Linked DNA regions of Mus musculus: all the other regions are linked to region 2. Evidence: chromatin contacts called from public Hi-C data. All regions are on one chromosome and are shown on one strand. Each heading gives the region's core, a stretch centred on a gene start, on an enhancer-like site or on the middle of the called end of the contact. The rest is flanking DNA. Distances are from core to core; before and after follow the strand shown. Region 1 overlaps Gm34265 (a long non-coding RNA gene). Region 2 has its middle 110 kb from the start of Gm34211. Region 3 overlaps Gm34265 (a long non-coding RNA gene).

Region 1 (3,133 bases), core at 423-2,922, 360 kb after region 2:
GACATCTGGGTTCTTTCCAGCTTCTGGCTATTATAAATAGGGCTGCTATGAACATAGTGGATCATGTGTCCTTATTAACAGTTGGAACATCTTCTGGGTATATGCCCAGGAGAGGTATCGCTGGATCTACTGGTAGTACTATATCCAGTTTTCTGAGGAACCACCAAACTGATTTCCAGAGTAGTTGTACAAGCTTGCAATCCCACCAGCAATGGAGGATTGACTCCTTTGAAAGATAGTTGAACCCACCCCAGTGAGAGATGCAACCCACAGCTTGAGGCCTATTGCTCTACGGTCACTAAACAGAAAGGACATTAGCAGGCAGAGGCAGGGCAACATGGTTCTACCAACGGACTGTGGAAAGTGTACATTAGAGACCTTGAGATTTACCCTTGAGTCAACTTTCAGGTTGTTTCACTGCCTGTGCTCACACCACTAATGGGGCTTTGCAGAGAAAGGGATTAAGTAGCTAATGACAGCATTTATAATAAAATGTGCTGTACCACACGGGTTTGTTCTCTTTTCTGGTGATGAGAGCTCTTCTAGAAGAGGTCAACCATGAAAGTCATCAAATGGAACACCTGAAGGACTGCACCATAGAGTGTACAGCCTAAGTCACCCTCACAGTACCACCCAATGCTGACTTCAAGGATTTAAGTCTCCCTGCTGCTAAAGGATGGGAGGGTTCATTGCCTGGCTATATATCCTTCTCTTTGCTATGAGAGTCTCTGCCTTAACAATCATGTGGGAAAGGCAAATATCAAACAGGCAAAAATCTTGTTTTTATGCTACAAACTGAATGAGTGATCTTCTTTAGACTTGTCATTTTCATAAAATACAAGTAGAATTTAAGACATTTTTAATTCAAAATATCATTTGGTTTGCTACTTAATGGAATGTCAAAGATTATATAAAGCAGTGGACAGTTCAGGGTTAGGAAGATAGCTCAGAACTTAAGAGCACTGGCTATTCTGCCAGAGGACCTAGATTCTATTCCCAGCACCCATGTGGCAGCTAATAACTGTCTATAATAACTCTAGTTACAAGAAATTGGATGCCCTCTCCTGGATTCCACAGGTTCTAAGTATATGCATGGTGCATGAATATATTTGAGTCAAAGCACCAATACTCACAAAATAAACTTCTCAAAGAAGTAGAAATTCTAAAAGGATAACATAAGTGGGCATGTTTTCAAAAAGTATGCTTGCATGTCCACAATCACTGATTTATTTAAAACAGGCATAGAATTATACCCAGGTTAAATCATTAGGCTTTTCATGGTTAAACTAGGTTGAAGCTAGAAATGATAGAAAATCTTGATCCAAAAGAGAAATTCCAGCAACCCCAGAAAGCGGGCAACCAGGTCTTGTTAGCTTGATTGGAGGGAATAATCCGGGGGGGGGGGAGCACAACCGTGTGCGTACATTAGATTCCCTGTTTCTCGATGACTAAACTCGGCATGCTTCGTTGAAAATGCTTGTTTCTTATCTAGAAAAACATCTGCTTTTTGCTGCTAAAAGCGGGATCCTGAGGGAAGTGGTGATCTTTCCCAAGGCAACTTGATTAATAGCAGGCTTCCAAATCTTACTTAAGAGACATTCTGATGCAGCCAACAGCACTGAGTAATTGTTTCCACAAATAATCTTGATATATATTTCCCTTCTTTGGGGAAGTTTAGACAGTGGGACACACAGATCTCTTCCCAAGAACATCTGTACCTAACGCTCTTCCACGAGCAATGCTTGCTGACCAACACACCCCTAAGCACTGGACAGAAAGCCTTCTGGCTGATGAGGAGCTGGTGAAGAAACCCCATCTGAACAAAGCATTGTACTGAACAAATGGGCACAGTGGGTCAAACTAGACTAAGAAGCTTGCTCCCCGGAGCTCCCTTCCTTTCAAGAAAGTAAAAGCACAAGAATGAAGATGTAGCCTCAAGTAGGCAGAGGCAGGCAAATGAGAGCTGACTATGGCATGAAAAGAATCTTCCTGCAGGATAAAGAGAAAATGCTTCAGGAGCAAAGCACTATTAGTGGGCTGTTGTTCTTTTGTTTGTTTTTTGTTTTTGTTTTCTGAATCCTAGAATATGCATCAAAACATTCACTTTGTGAAAATACCTGTGGGGTCACAGTGTCATCAGACATTGCTAACTTCTATATTTAGAAGTTCCTCTGCCTTTGAGCCCAGCTATTCAGATTTCTGTCTAGCAAGCTTTCTTCATGCCTAAGAGATCTGTGTGGGAGACGGTTCTGGTTTTACGGGCAACTACGGGATGATAGGCCCATTGTTTTCCTATAAGAATATTCTGCCTTCTCCCTAATAAATCTTGAATCAGATAACTCATTGCACTTCAGCTCACTTTAACTTTTTTAGAAGGTCTTATGAACTAGAACAGCCTGCTGGTGAGTTAGAAACTTAAAATAAGCTCTCAGATGAGATCAGAAAGCAGAAATGGGAAGGAGAGGGAAATAACAACTGTCTTAGTCAGGAATCAGGAACCCTGCTTTCAAAACTAACTTGAAGACTTGGTCCCTGACTCCCAAACATGAAACCTTGAGTAATTCTTGATATCGCTATCATTGTAAGAGCTCAAATTTACAGTGTTTACATGAACTTAGCCCTTTACACGGCTTAGCTACTGTAATCTTCAGAGTGACTCTGCAAGGGAAATTCTATTATATCACTTTCTAGCTATAGGAACCAGTTCTGAAAACTCAATCAGCCCCAGTTTCTACAACTAGTGGATGCCAGACCCCTAGGTTTTCACCAACTACAAAGGCACTGAATTGAAGCCACCCACCTTCTCTGCAACAATGATTATCATGCTTTCTGGAGTCACCAAAAGGTGGTTTTTTAGCTTTCTCTCACAATGACTTAATGTCAGAAAGAAAAAAACAACTAATTTACCACTTCTATGTCTAAGTAGCTTAACGAGTCATGGGCTTTTGTTGGGCTTGGGGGTGTGGTGGAGATAGTTATCGGCATCTTGGCTGATATGTGGTAGGCTCACTGCAATGGCTGTCTGTGCTCCATGTAGTTCCCCATCTGGACAGGCTAGGCTAAGCTGGCCCCAGTACAGAAAATCAGGGGTCCTGAGAAAGAAAGCATGACTTCCTCCTTTGTCCTTGGGTCA
Region 2 (2,807 bases), core at 66-2,565:
ATTTTCTTTCTGTATTACACTTAAATTGGATAAGATATAAAGTGAATAAATGAATTAATTAATGGAAAAAGTAGATTAAATGTTCATAATTTAAATATAATTAGAATACTCAGAGTAAATAGGGCTATGATTGCAATAAATGAATATTAAGAGAAAATTAAATGGGGGTAATTTACATAGTCAAGTGAAGTTTCCGATATTGTCTGTAAGATTTAGTTTATAGTGTTTTCCAGACTTAGTTTCAAATAACAAAACACAGAAATTTTTTATTATATACTAAATGCCATATGGGTTATAATCTACTGTTTGTTATAAACTACTTAAAGAGAATAAGGTTTTTCTGAGAAAAAAATAAAACATGAGACTAATAAGAAATTCAGTGGGTATTAAAAGAAAACCCTGTCGTAGCAATGCCCATGGAAGGTCCACTAACTAAAGCATGTCTAGACAGGAATTACAATAAGTAATTTGAAGCCATGAGTAGGTAAAATTTATAAGCTGTAAACAATCTGGTGATTTTATGAAAATAAGGAGTTTCAAATAAAGTAGAATCTTTATGTACAATAAAATATACAATATTGTGAGAAAAGAGCCAGAAGACTTCCTTGTCATTCATGTACATGAACACTGATTATTTCATGACAGAATAAGAAAAGATACTCTTAAAATTTTTGAGATCTTCAATGTTTGGAATTTATGGAACCCACCAAAATCAGTTATTTTTCTGGTAGTTCAGATGGTAGTATGATGCTGCCCATAGGTTGTATTTTATGCAATCATTATATTTTGAGCTAACCTTTCAGTACAAGTGTTTTGATAAGCAGTTTTTAAAAACAACACTTTGTCTTCACTTTTAATTACAATGGAGGAAAATCAAGCTAAAATACCCTCCCTTAAAACATTGATTAACTATGTACTTTATATAAAATTCTACGATCTGAAGGTACAGATTGAGATGACTATTAAACAAGCATATTAAAAGTTTTCCTTGTTTTTAATGTAAGGTCAGCACATGACTTGGAATGCAGAAAATCTGCTCCCAAGAAATCATATTCACAGGGAAGAGCAGAAGAACCCACGGTCACAAAGAGAAGGCTTTCCAAACGCTGCAGGACTTTGCTGTCCTTTTTTTTTTGCATCTGCTCATAAGAAAATACTTCCAAACAAACTCTACTAGTGACAGAAAATCCCTACTTTAGGAAAAAGCTGGTATTCTAACTGAGATGGTAAACAAAAGCAACACACTCATTTACGATATATCATAAAGTAGATTCACAATGGACTTCAATTTATGGCACCCAGCTTGCTAGATACACACTTAAACGCTAAGATCTCTTTGATTTATCCATGTCCAAATACCCACAAAGCTAGAACTGTAGGAAGCTGTTAAGGAGAGTAAAAATATATTTCTGAAGGAGACAAAGGACTTTCAGTGGAGATAAATGTGGAGGCAGAGTAGACCAGGAAAGTACATTCCATTCTGAAACCCTGTTTGCCTTCTGCTAAGTTGCTTTCTGCTTTATGGTCTCAATGACTTTTAAAAACTCTCCAGCTACCAAGAACAGCAGAATTCCTGGGAATCTGTTCTTTGTTCCTTAAAGATGATTTCTTGCTTTATGACACCAGTTATTTGTCACCCTTTGTGTTGCAAAGACTTTCTTCATAATGTCTTGGGTTTGGTCCTTTCTTGCTTTTTTGAGTTGTAAACTGTCTGGGTTTTGATTAGAATGGTTAAGATATTTTCTCTTTAGAGGAGAGAATTCCAAAGTTATTTAATATATGTGTGTGTTGTGTGTGTGTGTGTGTGTATATACAATATACTGATATTAAATATGGAATAGGATATCTCCTCTGAATGCCCATTTAATGAAGGCTTAGTCCCTAGCACATGACACTACTGGGAGAGGACAGGATCTTTACGTGTTAGGACCCAGTTGAAGAAACTGGGTCTTGACTTGAGGCTTGCTTGCTTGTAAAGGGGAAAACGAGACCCCAGCTTCCTTTTTTGTTGTTTTCTTTCCAGACACCATTAAACAATCAGACCTCTGCTATCATTTCTGTATTAATTTTCTATCCCAACTTGTCTTAAAACAACAAAACATCCAAGGGATGAATCACCTACAACCATGAGCGAAAATGATATTTTCCTTAAGTTGATTTTTGTCAGGTACCTGTCACAGCAATAGAAATCTGACTAATATGATTGATACAGAATGAATATGTCCCTTATTTGTGCACCTCAACTTCTCAACCTCACATACATCCCTAGAGACAGTTGTGTAGATTTTATATCAATAAAATATCCCATGTGGTTAAGAAATCCTTATCACACATGTACAACAGATACTCGCCAATGTTTTTACTAATAAATCTCTTGCATGTTAGTACTAAGAAGGCTATAAATTTACTCAAGATGCAACCAGAGTACACTTTTGAAAAAAGTTCAGACAGCAACTGTATTTGACTGTGAGTGTTATGGAATGTTTTAATGAATGAGGGAGCCAGAAAAACAAAGCTGGTTTGAAGGAGCTGTTTAGGAAGCTCAAACTGCTGTGCTATAAACATTGGTGGTGAATCTAGAGGGCTGTTTATATTTAGTGCTATGTACTTCACTGGAAATATATATAATTATATAAATATATATACTCCAATATAAATATAAATATATTCCAAATATATTATTTATTTCATATATATTTCACATATATTATATATTTTATTGGGTATACATATATACATAAAACAATATTTTCAGCTTCTGTATATTTTTATAATGGTGCTTATAATGATAAGAAATGACAAGTCAG
Region 3 (2,936 bases), core at 234-2,733, 340 kb after region 2:
AGTGTCTCTCCTGCTCACAGCAGAATGAGACAGTGCCCCATAGTATTCTGTTCCTAAGTCAGTGTGTGACCAGGAGCGTGAGATACTTGATACAGGGATTGCATGGTGTCTCGGTGCATCAAAGCATGCTCCCTCTGCTTCCATGTCCGGTTCAGAGAAGAGTTATTAATGGTAGATTGGTCCTGATCCTATATAGGAAAAACATTAACAGACCTGCTCTGGGGCAACCTTGTGGCCGGAGCAACACAAGCTTCATTTGCAAAAGGATAATAGTGGATACATTTATTGTTGTTAGTAACCAGTGGAGGTTACTAACATGTCCAGAAGAAATGGAGACATCGTAGAAAAAAGGGGTGGTGACACAGATGAGGGAACGTTATATTTAAAGACAACAGAGTTACTGAGATTTGGTAGTGAAACAAGAAGTCAAGAGAAGTAAGGTGTCGGGCATGGATCTTGGAAATCTGGCTTGCAAAACTGAGTATGTTTTTGGCAGAGCTACTGAGGTGAAGGACCATGAGACAGGGCTCTCTGGGGCAGTACAAAATGAAGCAAAAAAGAAAGGTGGACTTTCATCTATGAGGCACGCAGGGTGAGGAGTTCTGGGTATCCTCTTGAAGAAGCCATTTGACCCGCATACCTGTCGCAGGGAGAAGAGCTCATGCAAAATGACAAGTGACTTTAAAAGGCAGTGGAGTGAGAAGGATGTCGTTTCTATCGGCTCTTTCTTCCCAGGCTCTTCTCGACCTCTGCCCTTCTCTGAGACCAACCAAGGGAGAGAAGATAAGATCCTATAGAGATGATCCACTGAAGCAGAGAGAATTGACTGTGTTTTCAAATGGCAAAACCCACTCTCCCTGTGTGCAAGTGAATTATCACAGGAACAGCGAATGGATTTGAACACCACTCCATTACTTTCACAGGCGTTGTCTATCACCTTCAAGGAGAGAGATTTTTAAACAGCGACTGCATCATGTTAAGACCGAACTTTTTCCCTAGCCCTAGTAAATTTCTCTGACCCTGCAACACAGCTGACCTCCTAGATGCAAAGCAAGCATTTCTAGGTGATTAAACACATTGGTAGTGAGGCCTTTGACCACACAATAGAACAAAGTAATCAGCCTCCAGAGAGATCAAAACCACAACCTTGTCTTTATTTGATCGTCCTGTCACAGGAGTGCTCAAGGCAGACAAACCCTCGCCGTCCCCGGGCTGCAAAACATTTTATTTCCCTTCACATTTGGAGGGTTGCTGATTTATTAAAACGTGCTCAGCCATTCTAAATAAGCCACTGGACAGAAGGGAAGCAAGTAGTGTTCCTATAAATTATCAAATGGAAAAAGCTCTTACAAAACCTGCGGAGGGCTTGAGCGATGGCAGGTACCAGGTCCTGGAATCCACCTTGGAGAGCAAAAGCAGCTCTCAGCTTTGGTCCTGGGGTCTGGGTTGCCTCGCTTAGTGTAGCCACGTGATCTCACTGCCCCCTGCTGGATGAAATGCGCATATGTTTCTGCTTCTGTTACCCCGAGCCTTTCCCTTACACGAGGCTCCTCCCTCATCTTGATTTTCCTCTGTACTCGGGAAGAATTGTGGTACCTGACCAAAGGGTCTTTTGGGGGTTCCATACCAAAGAAAGACAGGTAGGAAAGCATGCACAGTCTGAGATCACTGTGTGAGAAACAGAGGCCGGGGGCCAAGGGAAACAGTCCAGTGAGAGGCTCCCTGCAAGCACCTCCCACACCCCCCAGATTCCAGCAGTCTACATTTCTGACCCCTGAGGCTTTAGGACCACATCTGAGAAACAGATGCCTATGGAAATCCTTTTTAATATGGCCAGGTACGTGTCTCTTGGGGAAGGCAGGTTTTCTGCTTGAGAACATAATGCCTTTATTTCACAGGTCCACAAGCAGCAGGCTTTCTTCTTTTTAAAAAAAAAAAAAATGTCATGGAAATAAGTCTCCCGTGCTAGAGCACTTTAAAAGTTAAAGGTTTAAAGCAAACGCCCATTCTCAGATACCCATCAGCTATCACACCTCCTAGACCAATGGTTCTAAAGCTGGGGGCCGTGACCATCAGAAAACATGGCTATTTTACAGTAGTAAAATTACAGCTATGACGTAGCAATGAAAACAATTTTATTTGGTTGGGGTCACCAGAACATGATGATCTATATTGAAGGGTCACAGCATTAAGAAGGTTGAGAACCAGTGTTTTCATTTTATTTTATCTGCCTCCATGTCTCATTCTATAGACACCGCACACTGAATAGGAAGGGAGTCTCACTACAGACAAGATAAGAACACTAGACCTGGTTCTAGTCTGGAATAGAAAGATGGGCTGCTGGCTGCTGGGCGATGGTGGTCCACACCTTTAATCCCAGCACTTGAGAGGCAAAGGCAGACCAATCCCCGACATCCTGGCTGTACAGAGTGAGAGCCAGGACAGCCAGGGCTACACAGTGAAACCCACTGGTCAATGGTTAATTCCTGAGCTGACAGAGTCCTGGACAGAGGGTCGTTACAGACAGCTCTATCTTTTTGGGCACTGCCTATGATTGCTTCCTCCTGGCAGTTTCCGTGTTTCAAGTTTCACATTGAGGTCTCTGATCCGTTCAGAGCTCATTTTTGTGCTGGGTGATAAATTTGGGTCCAGTTTGTTCTTCTTCATGCAAACATCTCATTTTTCCAGTAGTTTATTGATGATGCTGTCTTTTCCCAATGTGTATTTGTGGCACATTTGTCAAAGATCAGTCAGCTGTAGCTGCATGCAGTCATGTTTGGGCATTTCTGTTGTTATTCCATTAGTCTATCTGTCGGTTTATGGCAATACCATGCTGTTTATTAATCCAACTCTATAAGATATCTGGAATGGTAATTCCTCTACCCTGCCCCTTTTTCTCAGGATTGCTCCAGCATCTTTTGTGATCCATATGAATT

The links. Hi-C and Micro-C count contacts between places; a contact is called where the count stands out from the background.
Region 1: a contact with region 2 is called in a Hi-C map of uterus, with 3 times the contacts expected there. The contact joins two enhancer-like sites.
Region 3: a Hi-C map of uterus shows a contact between it and region 2, with 5 times the contacts expected there. The contact joins two enhancer-like sites. A contact is called at or near these places in 4 of 484 Hi-C or Micro-C datasets (all in uterus).

Annotation. Positions count from the first base shown.
Region 1 is chr17:82,875,814-82,878,946 of GRCm38.p6, forward strand. The region is part of intron 4 of Gm34265 (a long non-coding RNA gene); the gene reads right to left. All of the region lies in intron 1 of Gm41629 (a long non-coding RNA gene), which reads left to right. Among named protein-coding and RNA genes, the nearest start is that of Gm41629, 5.5 kb to the left of the region's middle. Within about 2 kb of position 1,673, at least 3 of the 459 cell types and tissues checked have an H3K27ac peak or open chromatin away from gene starts, as enhancers often do. A contact at or near this core is called in uterus, where this site is marked.
Region 2 is chr17:82,512,601-82,515,407 of GRCm38.p6, forward strand. No RefSeq gene overlaps it. Among named protein-coding and RNA genes, the nearest start is that of Gm34211, 110 kb to the right of the region's middle. Within about 2 kb of position 1,316, at least 3 of the 459 cell types and tissues checked have an H3K27ac peak or open chromatin away from gene starts, as enhancers often do. A contact at or near this core is called in uterus, where this site is marked.
Region 3 is chr17:82,856,233-82,859,168 of GRCm38.p6, forward strand. The region is part of intron 4 of Gm34265 (a long non-coding RNA gene); the gene reads right to left. Among named protein-coding and RNA genes, the nearest start is that of Gm41629, 14 kb to the right of the region's middle. Within about 2 kb of position 1,484, at least 27 of the 459 cell types and tissues checked have an H3K27ac peak or open chromatin away from gene starts, as enhancers often do. A contact at or near this core is called in uterus, where this site is marked.